Linked DNA regions of Mus musculus: region 1 is linked to region 2. A link is a contact called in public Micro-C data. All regions are on one chromosome and are shown on one strand. Each heading gives the region's core, a stretch centred on a gene start, on an enhancer-like site or on the middle of the called end of the contact. The rest is flanking DNA. Distances are from core to core; before and after follow the strand shown.

What was found. Hi-C and Micro-C count contacts between places; a contact is called where the count stands out from the background.
Region 1: a contact with region 2 is called in a Micro-C map of muscle stem cells, with 5 times the contacts expected there. The contact joins two enhancer-like sites. A contact is called at or near these places in 1 of 39 promoter capture datasets (embryonic stem cells), 1 of 484 Hi-C or Micro-C datasets (muscle stem cells) and 3 of 9 other capture datasets (adipose tissue, liver and pancreatic islet).

The regions. Positions count from the first base shown.
Region 1 is chr8:120,150,925-120,156,599 of GRCm38.p6, reverse strand. It overlaps 6430548M08Rik (RIKEN cDNA 6430548M08 gene), which reads right to left. Exons shown (of 13, transcript NM_172286.4): 5 at 5,219-5,289; 6 at 3,966-4,161; 7 at 3,129-3,169; 8 at 2,600-2,678; 9 at 226-303. Among named protein-coding and RNA genes, the nearest start is that of Cibar2, 24 kb to the left of the region's middle. Within about 2 kb of position 3,794, at least 54 of the 459 cell types and tissues checked have an H3K27ac peak or open chromatin away from gene starts, as enhancers often do. A contact at or near this core is called in muscle stem cells, where this site is marked.
Region 2 is chr8:120,042,845-120,048,712 of GRCm38.p6, reverse strand. All of the region lies in intron 14 of Crispld2 (cysteine-rich secretory protein LCCL domain containing 2), which reads right to left. Among named protein-coding and RNA genes, the nearest start is that of Crispld2, 53 kb to the right of the region's middle. Within about 2 kb of position 2,227, at least 105 of the 459 cell types and tissues checked have an H3K27ac peak or open chromatin away from gene starts, as enhancers often do. A contact at or near this core is called in muscle stem cells, where this site is marked.

The DNA.
Region 1 (5,675 bases), core at 2,545-5,044, 110 kb before region 2:
CACATCATGCCAGAGCCCCAGAACAGGAAGCACCATGCAAGCTGAGCACCCCTCCCCCAAAGCTGTGAGCGCTGAGCCCTCAGGCAGCTTGCAGGGCTCTGGGACACATGGGTGGAAGAAACCATCAACAGCAGCCATTTTGCTGGCTCCCAAGGACTACTTGGGAGACTGAGCCAAGACTTGGTCCTCTCCCCCAAAGTTGGAGGGGACACTCTTGGCTCCTACCTGGTGGTGGGGGATCGCTTCCGCCTCTCACAATGGACAGCATCAAAAAAGGCAGCATTCCAGAACCTCAGCGTGTGCCTGCAGGGTGAGACACGGTAAAGATCTACCCAGGCCCTCTCTCCCCTCCACACCAAAAGCAACGGCTTCTCATGAGAGTCTGGGAAGCCTGAGACATGAATAAAGTGTTGCCCTGGGGACCTGGCAGGGGATGGAAGAGTTGAAAAGGCCCGTGGGGAGACTGAATAGACCACCCGGCTCAGTTGCTCAGGCAGGTGGACTGAGGGGCAGAGTGGAAGCCAGTGTGGGTTCTGAGAATAGTGGACGACTAGACTCCTGCAGGATCTGCTCAGCAACATAGGAAGCCAGCAGCCACACACCATGGCCGTCATAGGAACACAGCCACAGGAACATGGAGTCAGTAACAGGTCTCCCTGCAGAAGATCAGGGGTCTCCTATGACCTCCTACATCTGACCGTGAAGGTTCCACATGGCAGTTTTGATTCCACTGCATAGCATGTGGGAGAACAGTGGCCACAAGCGTGGTATCTGGCCCTTTATTACACCAACTGAGGTGACACAGACCCCGTGAGCCCCTCCCTTCTCTGCTGCACAGCTTCTCCAGTTGACTCAGGGCCAGCCTCCCTGTGCTGACCTCTGCCAGCCTCCACCTAGCCCTCTGCCCTGAGGGTGCCCATGACATTTCTCAGCCACACATCCCTACTGGACCGTGACCTTTGAAGGAGGGGCTGTGATGATGTTGAGGTAGGGGGTGTTCTGTTCCAAGCTAGAGTTGCTCCTCACTGGTGAGTGAATGTGACATGGGAGGCAGCCAGGGCTCCTAACTGCTGCTGTCTTGGTCTGTTTTGTGCTACTACCTGCTGATGTTAGCACAATAATTTATAAAGATATTTATTTGACTTAAGATTTACGTCGAGGGGCTGGTGAGATGGCTCAGTGGGTAAGAGCACCCGACTGCTCTTCCGAAGGTCCAGAGTTCAAATCCCAGCAACCACATGGTGGCTCACAACCATCCGTAACGAGATCTGACTCCCTCTTCTGGTGTGTCTGAGGACAGTTACAGTGTACTTACATATAATAATAAATAAATCTTTAAAAAAAAAAAAAAAAAAGATTTATGTCGAGAGGGTCTAAACAGACTCGTACTTGTTCTGGAAAAGCTCCCTGGCTGCACCTCAAGATGGCAAAGGAAAAGCCAGGTGCACAGGGCAGCCCTGCTTCACAACCCATTCTGAAGAACTGACTCGAAAGTGTAGTAACAACTTGAATTCTTTCCTGATGGTACCTGGCAGACCCTTGCAGTAGACCTCACTCCTGCAGCTCCCTGCATCTTAAATTCACCATACCAGAGAGCTGGTTCTTACTGTGTGTGTGTGTGTGTGTGTGTGTGTGTGTGTGTGTGTGTGTGTGTTTGTGTGTGTGTGTGTTTGTGTGTGTGTGTTTGTGTGTGTACATGCACAGAAACATTAAGACACAATCTATATATATAAACATGGCACTGCAGACAGCCCTGGCCCAACAGAATTAAATAAGGTGTGTAGGAGTCTAGAGAGACGTCTTAGTAGCTAAGAGCACTTGCTACTCTTTCAGAAGACCTGACTGGTGATTCCCAGTATCCATATGGCAGCCCACAACCATCTGTAACGTAACTCCAGTTCTAGGGGATCCAGTGCTCATGTCTGGCCTCCAAGGGCACCAGGCCCACATATGGTGCTCAGGCAAAACATTCAATGCACTGATAATAATAATTTAGAAAGTTGAATGAAGAAATAACCACGGATTGCGATTCAGTGATTCTTAAGTGCATTCGGTTGTGCAGCTCCCCCCACGGTCAAGCCCAGAGCAGTTCCGCGGCCCCATAAGGAACCAGTGGGTCACCACTGCTGCTTCTCAGCTGCAGCACAAACAGGATCGGATGACTCGGGCTCCTCTGTGGCTGCCTGCTCTTGCCACTGTGCAGTGATCTGTATGCAGGCTTGCTCCACAGTTCACAACATGGACAGACCACATCATGCTTATGCTAGAGCCCACTGGCCTTGTCGGTTTGGGCCTGTTCTGACCAGTGTGTTACGAGCTCCATTCTGACTTCCGTGTGCTACGTGCATGGACCCACAATGGAACGGCTGCTCACACGGCCACTCGGTTAGCCCCTGGGGAGCTGCCAGGCATTTCCACAATGGTCCCCATGGAGAGTCAGATGTCTTCACATCCCTACGAACACTTGCTGGCATCTATCATCTTGCCGTGGCTACCCTGGAGGTGAGGACGGCCACCGTCCTTGCTGGAGACACGGGCAGCTGAGGGACTGGGCAGCCGCTGCGCCGGGTGGGATGGGCAGAGTGTCCATGGGCCTTACCAGATGGGCTGCTGCCTCAGGTGCGTGTACAGGTAAACCTTCTCCCCCTTCTGCTCATCCTCAGGGCTGATCATGGTCACTGCAGGAATAAGGAGATCTGAGGGCGGCCTGGGCTGGGCTCCCCACGGGCAGATCCTACAGACCCTCAGCTCGCTCTGCTTCTCCACAAAGTCATCACGTTACACTGTCCAAACTCCACGAAGCTTTCTGCAGCCTTAGATTAGGGCTTTTTCCCTATGTGAACCCTGAAGTGGCACCCTCCCTCTGGTTGAACTCCCCTGCGGTTAGGGATTTCGTATTTCCTTAGTCTGCTTAGAAAGGCAGCAAAGCCCTTTCTTTTGCTACTTGCTTGCTCTTGTTGCTGGCTAATGGTGAGCCAGTTTGAGGCCTGGATGGTGCGTCTTGGTTAAGAGGCCCGAGAGGTAGACTCTGCCTTCCTTTGGGCACTCCTTAATCCCAGGCATCAGCCCCAGGTTCCCCCTTGCTACAGGCCCCACCCCCTAGGCAGCCCAGAGAGCTGTGTTCTTACCAGTCTTCGTCTGTCTGTCCTTAGGTTTGTTCTCATCTTCCCTGGAGGGAGAGACCACAGCAGTAAGAAGGAGCCCAGGCCCTCACATGCAGATGCTGCCCCATTCTCTGTGCAACTCCTCTGAGGAGAAGCTGGGGGTCAGTGACACAGTGGCAATTGGCAGGCTGGGGACTGAGGCCTGTGGTGCTGAGATTGCCTGGTACCATTTTCTGTGGGCCTACTGTGTGGACATGGAGGGACAGGTGGCATACCCTGGCTATAGCCAAGCCTTAAGCGGTGCAGGTCCCTGGATGGTTGTCCTTGTACTGTTGTGCCCTCTCCTTAAGATGTCTCAGCTTCAGCCCCCCTGTGACCAATGCACCCATCTTAAGAGCTCTCTGGGGCCCGGTCTAGTGGCTCATGACTTTAATCCCAGCACTCGGAGGCTCAAGGCCAGGCTGGTCTACAGAGAAAACTCTAGGACAGCCCGAGCCACATAGAGACCTTGTCTCACACAAAACAACAACCATCATCTGTTGCAAGAGCAGCCTCTCCCGGAGACATTGCGCCCAGGGCTTTCCTGGCTTTGCTCACATTAACTCTCCCGGCAGTGGCAGGAGGAAGGAGGGACAGAGTGTTCAACTTCCTGTTGCCAAACAACAAAGCCACAGGCTCCTGGCAGCCCAGGAAACATGGTTCCTGGACCCCGCCTGTCAATGAGTGGACAGCATGTGGAAGCTCTGGGGTGCAGAGTCGTGCTGGGCTGGCAGCTGTGTGACTCAAGAACAGCTGCAGGGCCAGGACTAGGTAAGCCACACGCTCCTCCCATATAGTAAGCTCAGGCTGGGGCACACTCACTCATTTTTCCTGACCAGCGGTCCTTTCAGCTTGGTCTCCAGCCCCCCGAAAAAGCCTTTCATGTTCTCTGTGTTCTTCAGCAGCCGCTCGGCAATGTCCTTCTTCTCTGCCAGCCAGCTGTTGGCTGACTTCAGGTAGGAGTCAATACTGCCTGCTGGCTTCTCCCTGGGCTCTGTCGGGGGCAGCTGGGGCTTGCCTTGAAAGTGGGGAGAAATGGAGTAAGAAGCAGTCTGCAGCTCAGATGAGAGAGAGAGAGAGAGAGAGAGAGAGAGAGAGAGAGAGAGCGCCTGAAGGTGCTTCCCAGGGACTGCAGGACAGGAGGTGCTGCCCTCAGTCTCCTCAACAGGGTAGGTGGTCAGAAGCAGCTGGCTTAGCAAGCTCCCCCAGAAGGGAAGGCCGGGCCTCTCCGGAGTGTTCAGTAAGCACAGACTACACAGAGAAGTGGGCAAGAGCCAGGTGGGAGGGCAGAGGTAGCCAGAAGGAGCTGGCATCTGGGAAGAAGAGAAATCTACACTGAGAGCCACACAGCAGGTCTGAGAGACCAGAATTCCTTCCTTAGGGCAGTGAGTGGAAGTAACACCACAAAGGAAACGCCGATGGACTCCGACTGGGCGAATAGGATAAAGCTTTCTATTTGATTTGATGGTAGCCAGTCAAGCAAACAGCCTGCCATGATCTATAGCAATTGGGCCATTTGGGGATGCTGGGAGCAGGAGACCTGGAGCACGTGCAGAAGCGGGCTGTTAGGGACTACTCGATTACCCATGCCCAGGCCTCCATAGGGAGGGTCCAGCACCCTCCCTGAAGAGTTGAACTGGTCTCTTTTGGCTGGCTGCAGGGCTCAGCACAAGACACCCTATAACTCCTGCACACTGGTCCTTTCAACACCATGAGCCAAAAGAGACCCCTAGGCTCTGTACCTTTGCTCAGTTATCCCCAGCTACCCCGGACTCTTCCCAGGATAGCCTGCTCTGAATTGTGCTTTGCTGGAGCAGAAAGCTGAGTCCCCACATGTAGCATTCCTGCCTCCTGTCATTTCCTTTGCAGTGTGGACAGCCATGCCCTGACCCCAAGTGCATCCCACATTTCCTCCCACACCGGGAGTCTCATGCCTGCTGTCCTCCTCCCAATATCAGCTCCTTCTCTCTGGAAGCCACACAGCACCTGCTGTTAATAAAGGAAGCTTCCCTCCTGCTGTGTTCCCGGCTCCCAGCTCCTTTCCCAGGGTGGCTGCTCTGGTCAGTCGTACTCACCCAGATGGTAGTAAGTGAAGCACATGGTCATGAGGTTCTTGGCAGGCCCGAAGTCGTCCATCTGGTGGCATCTGGGATGTGAACAAGATTGGCTGGCTAGAGCCCCACTGCCCAACTCCCAGAGATTCACTGCCCCTGCTTCCCATGTGCTGGGATTAAAGGCATGTGGTGCTGATGTGCTGCCACGGGCCCGGCACCCCTGCAGGTTACCGAAGCAGGACCAAACGCTTGGGAAGCCTCAGTACCAAATGCTGCCACACACAGCGATGACCGGAACAGTGGTCAGGAAAGCCACTGCAGGGGCATGGCCTGGTTCTAGGTGTGGGTGGATGTTTGTGGCCCTCAGCCTGCTCGCTTTCACATTAAGATCAAATCAAGGTCCAGGAAGCTCAGCCCATTGTACCCCAGCTGGGGCAGGACTGGAAGTCATCTCAGGCCTTGGTCCCGCACCACTGAT
Region 2 (5,868 bases), core at 978-3,477:
CCCGGAACTCTTTCTGTAGACCAGGAGAGCCTACAACTCAGAGATCTGCCTGCCTCTGCCCCCAGAGTGCTGAGATCAAAGGCGAGCAACAACGCCCAGCTCCTAGCCAGGCCTCTTGCTGGTGGCCACACAACCTGCTCTCCGAGCTTACTTACTTGGTTCTACTTTTCTGTCGTCTCTTAAAACTTATTTTTATTTCATGTGTGTTCCCAAGTGTTTGCATGCACACTATGTGTACGCATGCCCAGGAGGACAGAAGAGGGATTCGGAACCCCCAGAGCTAAGTTACAGGCACTTGTGACACCCGGTCTTCTGCAAGAGTGCTGAAGGCCCTTAACCACGGAGCCATCTCTCCGTCCCTCTTCTCTTCGTTTTCTTAATGGTGTCTTTTAAAATACAAAGGTTTAAAATGACCTAATTTATCATTTTCTCCACAATTATGCTTTTGGTGTTATATTGAACAAGGCAATAGCTCGTTCACAATCGCACACACTCATGCTTACCTTCCTCTAAGAGTTTTTAGGGTTTAGGCCTGCCAGTCACTCGAGTGTGCTCTCAGATGTGCTAGGTACTCTGGCCCAGCTTCACAGTCTCACGTGACAACTGTCATCTGGGAGCCTGTCCTTACACCAGAATTAAAAGGAAAAATAAAGGCCAGGGACGTGACTCAGTGGGCAAAAAGTTCAGTGGACAGAGCCTGAGCCTGATCCCTGGACCCCCTGAACATCATGTGCATGTACATGCGTGCTCATGCGTGCACGCACACTCATATACACTCACACACAAATATACACATAAACACACACAAGCATACACGTATACACTCATACACACACAAGCACATACATAAGACATACACACTCACACAAACACACACATATACACTCACACACACAAACACCCTCATACACACACAAGCACATAACACACAGGCCAGTATGTCACATACAAACACACACATATTCTCTCACACACACTAAGACACACACACACACACACACACACACATATTGATCCGACTCTCGCTTTCTTCCCTTTATAACAAAACTTGGAGTTTTACTTTTGTTTATTTGTTTTCGGAGCTGGGGTCTGGCTGTGTAACCCAGGTTGGCCTTAACCCTGTCTGTGGCGCTCCTCCTACCTCAGCCCCCTGTGTCCTAGAATGTTCTTATTCTGTTTTCTCAGCTGCAGAGAACCCTGCTAGGCTTATGTTATATTTATCTGGGATTCTGGAGATGGAGACGGAGTTCTTTCTAGTCATTTCATTGGCAGACAAGACCACCGCTGTCTAGAAGCTTTGCGCACCCACTTGTGAGACCTGCAGCCACCGAGGTTGGTATTGTGGGATCAGAGTCCAGGAATGAGCCGAAACTGGTGGCACATTTGGGAGGCTGAGGTATAAGGACCGTGAATTCTAGGCTAGCATGGGCTACACAGCAAGATTATGTTTTCAAGGGGTAAAGAATGGTCCCGGGGATATGGCAATATAGTTACTGGCTTAGCACAAGGCTCCAGTTTCCACCCTCAGCATCCCACAAAAATAATCATGATAACAACAATAAATTAAAGGCCTGGGTGCATCTGAGAGCTCGACAGCAGCCAAAATGTTTCTTGTAAACATCGCACTAATTGGTACCTCCTGCAGGAGGCGTGCAGGGTGGCCTGTTAACCTGCGAGGTCCTAGGCTCAGTGGGGAAGTGTGTCCTTAGTTACAGCATCTTATGAAGATGCCTGAACAGCCTGGCCACAATGTATCAATGCTGTTTCCTGCAGGGTCTCCACCGGGAACGAGAGAACCCAGATTGGACCAAACTCCTAGGCCTGACAGCTGGCCAGGCCCTGGGCGGCCCAGAGCACTACAGTCCTGTGGGAACAGCTGCTTGGAATTCCTGCTTGTTTTTCTGCCTTCCCTGTGGCAGCCCCATGCTCTTGGCTACCCCAGGGCTGAACCCTGGAAAAACGTATCAGATAAGCATGCGCAGAGACATGGTGCAGGGCAGAGGCGTGAGACCAGGACATGGTGGGCTATTCTCAGGGGCTGCCAAGACCAAGCAGAGAGATGGGGGGTGGGGGGCAGCTGCCCAGGGCCAGGCTCACCCAGCAGCTGGTTTCTCGAAAGTGCTTTCCGCCCCTTGGGTTTCAGGCTGAACAGCTCCCAGGGCTCTGTCCACTGAGTAGCCAGGAGAACCACCCAGGGCCACGTGTTCCCTGCCTGCCCCACATGTGAGCAAGCCACGTGGGGGAAGAGAACTGGAAAGCTTTCTGGCAGGAGGCTGGGTGCTGGCACACGCAACCGTGACAAGAGAGGCCTAAGGCTGCCAACCAGGCTGGAGGATTCTGGCTGGAGCACCCAACATCTTGCCTGGTACTACGGAGCACTTCAGGGTAGTGTCTGCACCCCTGATAGCAGGGAGCCCAGCAACGGGGTCCCCATGTGAATGATGGTGCCTCTGCTCTCTTCCTGAAGCCACAACACTTAAGTTTAGCAGGTCAGGCGCACACTGTGTGTGTCTGAGGAAGGTGTGTAGGGTATGGAAATCATAAAGTAAGCTCTCCCTAGCCCTGCCTTTCACAAACCCAACCCCTCAGACGCTCTTTATGGTGAGCTCGAGACCCCCACAAATGTCTGGAGAAGGCATAGCTGAAGCACTCTGAGGCTGTTTTAGGAGATTATAAGGGAGTCGGGGGTGAGGATGAACCACAGCTGGCATCAGGTATCTCTCTCAATTGCTCTCCACTTTACTTTTGAGACAGGGTTAGCTAGAGTTAGCCCTTTGGCTAGGCTGCGTGGCAAGCAAGCCTCCAGGACAGGCCTCTCTTCATCCTTATAACATATAATCTTTAAAAAAAATTTAAAAAGAATTTGACTTTTTAAAAGCTATCTGAAGACTCCCAGACAGTTCTAAATGACTTGCTGGACTCAACAGCTTGTCTGTCATTCAACTACTGTTCACTACAGACCAATTACAAGATAGGCTCCGGTTTCAGCATGTTGTGGGGGATGGTCGCAAAACAGATGGATTCTGGCCTTCAAGGAGCTTACACCAGACAGACACGTGCAAGGAAATGACAAAGTAATGATGTGGGAAAGAAGCTGACAGGCTGAATCTGGAGGGGGACAGTGTCAGGAGGGAGAAGGGTGCCTGCCAGGGGGCATCACTTGCCTTCAGATTTAAACGGCAGAAAAGATCAGCCACAGGCACACAGGGAGTTGAGAAGGCTCGGAGTCAGAAGCCAGGAAGTGCAAAGGCCCTGGGGCAGAAATGGCCTCCACATGTTCCAAAATAAGGAAAGACCATGAGGTGTAAGCGTGGTGGGGCTGTGCCAGGGGAGGACACTGTGTGGAGGAGACGTGTGTCTAGGCACTGGCAAGTGGCTTTTGTTCCCAGCACAGCAGGAATCCATTGGCAGGAAGGACTGTAGGAGACGGGTGCAGACTTGAAGTGGGCATGGTATAGCTGGGGCCATTCACTAAAAGGAAGTTACCTGAGGGACCTCCTAGGAGTGTGTGGGATTGCACCAAGATGTTCCTCATCTGATTAGTTCAGAAAAATGGATGGGGAAGGAAGCAGCCGGATATGACGCCATCACGGTAAGCAATCAGCATGTGCTGGAGAGTACCGTGAGCCACTAACCCAGGCAGTATGGTGAAACATCTATAGTGCCCGTCCCTGCCACCAGTGCAGTCCCCTCTCAAAAACAAGCGCGGACTGGGCATGGTGGTGTACCCTTTTAATCTTAGCTCCTAGGAAGCAGAGGCAGGCAGATTTCTGATTATGAGGCCAGCTTGGTCTGTGCAGGGAGTTCTAGGTCAGCCAAAGCTATTACAGTGAGACCCTGTCTAAAACATAAATATATATATTATTACTATCAGGGCCCGGGAGGTGGCTCAGCAGGTGGGAGAGCTAGCTGCACAGCCTGAGAAGCTGGGGTTGATCCCTGGAACTTAAGTAAGAGGCCAATGTGCTGGAAGTCATCTGTATTCCCGGATCCCCACAGCTAGATGGAAGAGACAGGAATTCTCATGACCAGCTAGTCTGGAGTACTCTGCTCAGCAGATCCTGTCTCAAGAAGGTGGAAGGAAAGAACTGACTCCCTACATCTGTCCTCTGACAAGACACACACACACATACCACAGTACACACACATACACAACTCCAAGGACACACACACACTCTATGGTATACACACTGCATGGACATACACACTGTGGTACACACACACACACACACACACACACACACACACACACACACACACTGTGGCACACATACACTCCATGGTACACATACAAACATGTTCCATGGACAAACAAATTCTGTGATATACATACATACATACATACATACATACATACACTCCATAGATACACATACACTCCATGAACACACACATATTCCAAGGACACACACACACATTGTTTTTACTACCTCTTTTTAAAGCCTCTTGAATCCTACGAAGGACAAAAGAGGAGAGAGGCAGGGATGCCTTCTTGAAGGCCAGAGCATAGCTGGCCTGGGTCTCTGCAGAGAGCCTTGGAACCAGACCTCTACAGGGCAGGCAGGGCAGCCCAGCAGTGCTAGCATCTGGGAGGAAGAGCTCTTGCCATTTGGAACCTTCTAGCACTGCCTGGAGTGAGCAATAGGACAGCTACTTCTGGTGCAGCACAACCTGTGCCTCCATGGGTTGGCAGCCGGAGTCATGGAGTCCTGGGACACAGAGGTCCCTGACTCTGGCCTTGGAAAGGAAAGGGTTGCCTTCTAATTGCTAAGAGATGCTGAAGTTGGGTCTGCTGTGCAGGCCTCTCTTCCCAGCTACTCGGGAGGCTGAGGTTGGAGGATCCTTGGTCCAAGCCCTATCTGGGCTACAAAGTGTATTCAGGTTCAGCCCGTGATACTAAGGAAGAAATGGTCCCAAAATTACAATGTAAAAAAGAGGGGTTGGAGATGTGGATCCGGAATGAGAGTGCTGGTCTAGAGTGGTGAGACCCTGGGTTCAAGTCAGAGTAGGAAGGGAACGAGGAAGGGAAGGAGGGAGGGAGGGAGGGAGGGAGGGAGGGAGAAGAGAGGATGGGGGATTGTGCTGTTATTGTCCCTATGCACACATGCAGCTCTCCCCCTAGACAGATGTGTATGTGCTGGACCAAGTCTCACCCCAGTACTGACAAAGACTGTCAGAGTCTGCACTTGAGAGCCTGAGGCAGGGGGATCACAAGCTCTGGGCTAGCCTGAGCTTTTTAAGATGCAATAATGAGCTCCTGCCTCAGGGAAAACGAAAAGGAAAATAAACCCAAAACCAAACCAAACCAAAACGACCCCCAAGCAGACCCCATTTGTCTCCCTTTCTTTCTCTGAGCCTCATTTTGCACTTTTGATAATCCAGGTTTGCCCAAGCACTCGCTCCTGAGAGACATCTGAAGCCCTGGGCTTAAAGTCAAATGCAGCAAACACCTCCACACTTTTTACAGAGGCTACTGGAGCTGCTGGGGCCTGTAGCGCTCCCGGTGTGTCTGTTGACCCTTAGGGTAGAGATTATCTCTGTTACCCATGCCCTTCCTCAGCCCAGGTCAGAGTTGCTCATACTGTTGACTAAACAATTCCACAGCCAGGCAAAAGCCTGTCTGAACACACCCCCTGCCGATACTTTACTGTGCAGGGCAGGTGACTGGGAATGCCCCGTTGCCCTGCTTTAGGAAGAGCCTGAGCCTGGCAGACATCTATGCTGGTGCCTGCTCTCTGTGAGGATGCTGCCCAGCCCATGTAAGCCACAAGACTGGGAGAGAACAGGCTGTCCTGGAGACTCACGCCCCACACCCACCTTTCACAACTTCCAGGAAACCTCCTTCCCCAAGAAGACCATTGTGAAATC